Regions from separate parts of the Zea mays genome. Here region 2 is linked to region 1. Evidence: chromatin contacts called from public Hi-C data. All regions are on one chromosome and are shown on one strand. The core of a region is the stretch at or near the end of the contact, and the rest is flanking DNA. Distances in the headings are between cores, read along the strand shown.

The links. Hi-C and Micro-C count contacts between places; a contact is called where the count stands out from the background.
Region 2: a contact with region 1 is called in a Hi-C map of tassel, with 2.7 times the contacts expected there. The contact joins the promoter of LOC100382543 here to the promoter of LOC103641749 in region 1. A contact is called at or near these places in 3 of 25 Hi-C or Micro-C datasets (ear, leaf and tassel) and 1 of 3 datasets of contacts at active chromatin or transcription factors (leaf).

Annotation. Positions count from the first base shown.
Region 1 is chr10:127,088,563-127,091,683 of Zm-B73-REFERENCE-NAM-5.0, reverse strand. LOC103641749 (hapless 8) reads left to right here and starts at 1,730. Exons shown (of 4, transcript XM_008665080.3): 1 at 1,730-2,040; 2 at 2,902-3,121. The coding sequence starts at 3,093.
Region 2 is chr10:127,300,886-127,304,361 of Zm-B73-REFERENCE-NAM-5.0, reverse strand. LOC100382543 reads left to right here and starts at 1,547. Exons shown (of 9, transcript NM_001175277.1): 1 at 1,547-1,968; 2 at 2,833-3,126; 3 at 3,282-3,397. The coding sequence starts at 1,869.

The DNA of each region.
Region 1 (3,121 bases), core at 481-2,980:
ATTCTTCATGAGGAGTCAAAGAACTATCCTTATAACAGAACTTTTTTTATCTCGGCCTAGTCTACAACAATTACTATACAGGGATTTAACTAGGAAACACGAACTCAAATTATTTTGCTTCATCTGAGGTTTCGATCGTAAACATGGATGTAACTCTTTTCTATAATATATTTTCTGGATATGGGTCTGATCCTTAGGGACTGTCTAGAAAAGTACAAGTTGCAAATCCTACATGGAGTGCATAAGGTTTTGTCCTTTAGTGAGGAATAGCTTGATGTCATATTGTTGTGGGTATTATGGACATATTAGCGGGTCTCTTCCATCTAAGTGTCTCTGTACCTCAATGTCTATACAAAGAGTTATGTCCATTATAAAACCATAAACATGAGGAGTGATTACACAATTATAAATAGCAACCACTTTAGTGTATTAAAAGTAAAAGAGAAGTTTTGGTTCGAGTTTATTTTTTGCTACATAATTTTAAAACTATGGGTCCTTAGCATTGAACTATCAACTTGTGATTTCTAAGGCCATCTTGTATTTTTTTCGATGGCAAAAACTAGGTCCTAGCGTTGCATTATATTTCTATATTAAAACTAGAAGATGTGTTATATTTTATATAAAACTTTGGCATTAGTTTAGTATTTTTTAGTTTAATGAAATAGTTATTAAATTTTAAGGAGTGAAACATTTTTTCATTACTTCTAAAATGTGTAAAATCCCGTTAAAGCCAGATAGATGGCAAATTTATGCAGTATCAATAGTTCCGTTGTAAGGATCTTGACCCTTAATTTCGTAGTAAAAAAACAAAATCGAATAGTGGTGGTTGGTTTAAAATAGAATTTTCGAAATGGCCAAATATACCCTCGCGAAGAGCGATTGTTGCGTGGAAAATATAGACAAGGCCATCGATGACAACAGAGAGAAGGTAAGAGAGAGAAAGAGCACTCAATACGATCGAAATATAAATAAATATAGTTAATGTAGAATACGACAAAAAACCCACATATTTTCTTGCGTCAGCGCTCCCCTTTCTCTCTCTATGAGTCTGAGCCTCCTCTTTTTCCTCGCTTCAAAAGCAAATACACCTCTTGAACGGCTGCAGCTAACAGTATTCGTTCCGTTCTAAAATAAATACACTTTTAAAGTTTCAATAAAGAATTATAAAAAACCATTCACTTTAGAAATAAGAAATATAAAAAACTAGCTAGATCGTCTTATATCTAGAAATATACTTGCTTTAAAATAAATTATAAATATTTCAGAATAAATTGGAAACACAAGGCGTGACCGAGTGAGTACAGCCAGCTAGCCAGCCCCGCCTTTGGCTTGGCTTGGTGGAGAACCAGATGCCTTTTATGTGTGAGTGGTTGGCGTTTCCTTCTCTCTTCTAATCTTTTTTTTTTCTGCAGCAATTTCGGAGTACTCTCTGTCTCAATATTTTTTATAACGTTTAGACACATAGTTCATCCTTTTTAAAATTGTTATATAAATATTAATTATTTATTATTAGATATATTTTAATAACGATTTATTTACTTTATTATTTATAGAAAACCGATTAAGAGTCTGTTTGTTTGTTTGTGTAGGATTATAATATGATATGATCAGATTATATAATCTAATTTATTTAAAACTTGGATAGATTATAGTCTTAAATAAATAGGCCCTAAAATAAATGATCAAATATAATATAATGCGTCGTCTAATGCGTTATCTATCTTGCCACCGAGCGAGTAGAGTATTCGGCTATTCGCACACAGACAGCGTGGTGCCGAGAGAGAGAAAGTGGTGGTGGAATACATAGCAAGCCAAAAAAAAAACATTTCTTCCCTTTTTCCTTGCCTCGCTTCCCCTCCCCCGTCTCCTGTTCTCTTCTCCCTTCTCCGTCTGCTTCAGCCCCCAGAAATCGAAGCCACCACCACCATAGAGCTCCGAGCCCCTCGCCCTCCTCCCCGCCTGTTCGCTGCGTGGATCTACAGGCAGGATGCTCACTCCCGCGCGCGCGGGCGCCGCTCGGTGAGCGGCTGTGAAGAAAAGGTAAGAGAACTGCCGGAGTTCTCCGAGTTAGTACGTGCGGTGACTTCGTAGGCGGTTCTCGATTTGCTTGACTTGAATCCGCTCTGTTGGATTTTTCCCTGCTCTTGCGCGTCGCTTCCCCTTACGAGACTCATCGCTGGAACTGGAAGATTGGCGTCTGCGGAATGGATCTCTTCAGGCGGAGTTGGGATTTCTCGCGTGCTTCTCTCACTGCTTGTGACTGAGCGCTAGATCTCCGCTGCTTTTCGTGCTTGCTTGTGTTGTTCTTGGCTACCGGCAAAGTTTCCCGATCCCTGCATCTGCCTTTTCCAGATTTGGTACGGATTAGGCCCCCGTTCTCGAACTCCTTCCTGTACGTCCTCCCATGCCTCGTCGTCCATATCCAAGCCACATAAATCCCCGATTAGGCCAGTGATGAAGCAACAGAAAATCCTTACTTTTTATTGGTTTCTCGCCATATCTCTAGTTAATAAGCTCCCTTTACTCTTTTCTTCTTTTGCTATTTATTTCCCCATCAAGAAAGCACTACCATACAAGCTACCCTCCAGTGCTTGGCAACTGTTCATGTCTTCTTCCTGCTGTTCCCTTTCTGCGAATCCTTTGCAAGAGTTGCATGATCCGTGTAGACTTCCCCTTAATCTGCTCCAAGACTAGCCCGTTCACCACCTTGCCCCGGGATGATATTTTATGTGCTTTTGTGCTACTTCGAGGGCAGCTCCCTCCGCTCTTGTCCTCTCCTCTCTGCATCTATCTCTCTCTTGCTGCATCGATCAGCATAAAATCATGCCATTATATTCCCAAAGAACAGCTGGTTTGGTTGTGTGGACATGAAATAATATGTACCTTGGTTTCTTTCTGCAGGTGCCTGATGAGAATTGAGATAGTGGGCGGCCAAGGAAGCGAAGTTTCTCGCACTCCACCTGTTGAATTTACCAACTTGGTATGCTGGAGTGTAAGGATAAGAGCAGACCCAATTGCTTCACAGCTCTTGGGTTCTTAGTGCCGACTGTAGCAGCAGCAGATCTGGGGCGAGCAGCGAAGGCGTTCATCAGATGTTATCCAGTGAGCAGCCTTCAGGCCC
Region 2 (3,476 bases), core at 298-2,797, 210 kb before region 1:
CCGGCACGATCAGGTAGATACTGACTCACTTCGTCCGTAAAAGGAAGACATAATAACTAGTATATGTTGTCCATGTCGGTCTCGCGCACCACCACCGGAATCCGGAACAGCGGAAGCTAATGATTTCGTTAGCGCGTTCCATTCCCGTGAGGCCGTGACGACCTGACTCGCTCGAGGACTGCGTGCACAAACATCTATGCTGCTGTGCCCAGCTGTACTACCGTGACATTTTGTGCAATGGTCTGAACTCGCTCGAGGACTCCTCCATCCATAATACGTAGGTCATAGTTCACTTCCACGCAGGCATAGCGCTCTATTGATACTCCCGCTGATTTCTTATTAGTTGTCGTTTAGAACAGTCTCTAAAATATAAATTTGATTGATGATTTTTAATATAAATAAACTCTTAATGTATTTATATTTTTTATAAAAGTACTTGTTAAGACAAAACCTTGCATTTACACATTAGGTTTCAAAACTAAATAATAAAATAGTTATTTATAGTCAAAAAAATTATAACTTTGACTCAAATATTGTCTAAAACGATAACTAATAGTATACCGAAGAGAATATGTTTGTCACAATTGTTTTTTTATCTAGACAGGTTTTCTAAGAATCTAGATTAATCTAACTGTTATGAGAATCTGGATATCACGGGTCTTACCTACGGAGAAAAATAAAAGGGCATATATGATTTAGGATTTAAGAAGCGACAGATTCTATGTTCACATTGATTTAGATAATTTTCACATAAACGCAGTGAGAAATGAAATACGTTTAGTAGATAGAAGCTGATTTTGATGGCCATAGGCCGAAGCAAACATGCCCCATGTGTACCGAGTATGGTTGAAGAAACGAAGGGAACGGAATAGCGTCCCCACCAGTAGCATCATCTTTCTCACAAAAATACAAGACCCATGTACTGCGTCCTTTCTCAGCCTTTTATTATCGGAGTGTAATATGTTTAGTTACGGACTGTTTGGGAGTGAAATATTTTTACAGTTTCTAGACAATACTATGATTTTTAGTAATACCACAATATTTTATATCATAGGGTGTTTGGTTGCAATACTAAAAACTATGTTTTTAAAACTATGGTATTCTAGATACCATAGTGTTTTTGGAGTATTGAAACTCTGCTTCCACCTAAAGTTTTTATGACATGGCTAGCTTTTGCTTAATAGTATGGTTTACAATATTGTATCCATATAATGTTACTTAAAACCATGGTATTTTTGAAGCTGCCAAAACTACGATATTAACATGACAATTGTAAAGTATAATATTGTAAAACCAGAAACACGGTAGAATGCTACAGTGAGCAAGCCACATAAACAACTTAACGCTTTGCGTCATGTCTCTTATGGCCAGCATATAGCACTTTTAAACATACTGGGATCGTGGTAGGAAGAAATGACATGGCAGTAGTACCCCCAAGCCCTAATAACGAGCAAACAGTCGTGGCGGCATCAATGGAGGCAGCTGTGTCATTATTTGACCACCACTACTCCCTAGTCCCCACGAGTACCCCACCCACCACCTTCCTCTGCTGTATGTTCAGTGCCTGCCTGGTTTCTGGTTTCTCCCCTTCCCTCCTCGACCTCTCTTCCAGCTTCCAACGCAGCTCATCACCAGACACCACTACTTCCCCAGTTCCCCTCACCGTCCCTGCGCTCCATCGTCTTTGGTGTCCATAGCTTTAAATACGACCACGAAGCCGGTGCGGCGACTCGGCGATCTCTCCATCACTGCTGCGGTGCTGCCTAGCTACCTTCTCGGCCTCGGGTGGGGGCGGCATTGTCGGTCCAGACTCCAGAGCGCGCTGCTTCCGGAGCTGGCCGCTTGCGCTGAGCCCTCTGCCGGAGGCAATGAGGAGCGGCCGTGCCTGCTCCGCTCTCGCGTCGCTCCTGCTGCTGTGGCTGGGCGTCGCCGCCGCGCAGAAGGCCTCGTCCTGGAAGACATTGAGCGGTGAAGCCTCTATGCTCCTCTTCTCTCTTTACATTTTTTTTGGAATATACGCATACGCATATGAAAATATGATGTCGTTCTTATCTCCAAAATAGACCATTGCAGCTAGGAAACCAGCAGCAAGTCCATACAAATGTGCAACCATAATGGTGGATAGAGCTAATTAGTAACAATGCCCCGTTCGTTCTGTCTATCGTGCACTCTAGCATTGCCGGAATTCCAGCATTCAGCTGCGGATTTCGGATTTTAGGTCAGGGGATGGTTTGGGCCGACCAAGATGTTTTTCGCCTTCTTTTCTGGTCGATTAGCGGCCGTTTCAGCTGATGTTCATGCCGTTATTACTTGGGACCTGCTGGTGGTTTTTCCAGATGAAGAAATGACACATGATCCTGTAGCCTGTACACCTTTATAGATTTTGTATCACTTCTCCTATACTTCAGGTGCCTGGATTTTAAGACGATTTCAAGCAACACAAATTACGCCATATCAAATTTTTTATTTATTCATTTTGTGATTTTTTATTTATTTTCTATTATGACATACCAATTTTTTGTCCTTGTCTGACTATAGAAACAATTGTAGATTCTTAATTGTTTTTGTGTCAACATAAATCAAAATTTATCGGATTTGTGTTTTTGTTCAACGGGAATTTTATTCTCGGGACTGAATTTGCAAATTGTGCGTACAAAAATTGCAACAAACTAAAACTATAGTTTTAATATAAAGTATATGCAATAACCAACGTCTCAAAGAAAACTAAAATTCAGGCACCTGAATTTTAGCAAGTCTCATTCTACTTCTTGGATGGATTCCAGGCAATCCTCTAGGCTAAAAAAGAATATGCCCATTATATCTTTTTTTCAGGCAAGGCTCCAGCAATCGTAGCCAAGGGTGGATTCTCCGGGTTATTCCCTGATTCAAGCGAATACGCTTATCAATTTGCGCTGCTCGCTAGCTCGCCGGATACGATACTGTACTGCGATGTGCGGCTGACCAAGGATGAGATTGGCATTTGCCTGCCGGACATCAAGATGGATAACTGCACGAACATTCCAGATTTCTATGCGCAGGGTCAGAAGAGCTACCTCGTCAATGGCGTGCCTACTTCGGGATGGTTCTCGGTGGACTACAATGGCACTGAGCTTGAACAAGTGACTCGTATGTGCTATCATATTGTTCTAAAAATTTTCTCGAAAATGCAGGAGAGTTGCACTTCATTTCATTAAGAAGATAGAGAAAAGTAGAAATGAGGGATATGGACCCCTCCTGGTTGGTTTTTTTGTCTAACTCCTGGCATTTTATATGTTGAGCAGTCAAGCAATCAATCAATTCTCGGACACCCAGATTTGATTCAAGTTTCTTTCCACTACTTGCTGTTGAAGATGTGCAGTCCAAATTCAAACCTTCTGGAATTTGGCTCAATGTTCAGGTACAAGAATCTCATTCCGTACAGTAGATTACGCTGGGCTCTTTTCTGCTGTCACCATAACCTCCTCTTGACGCAATTG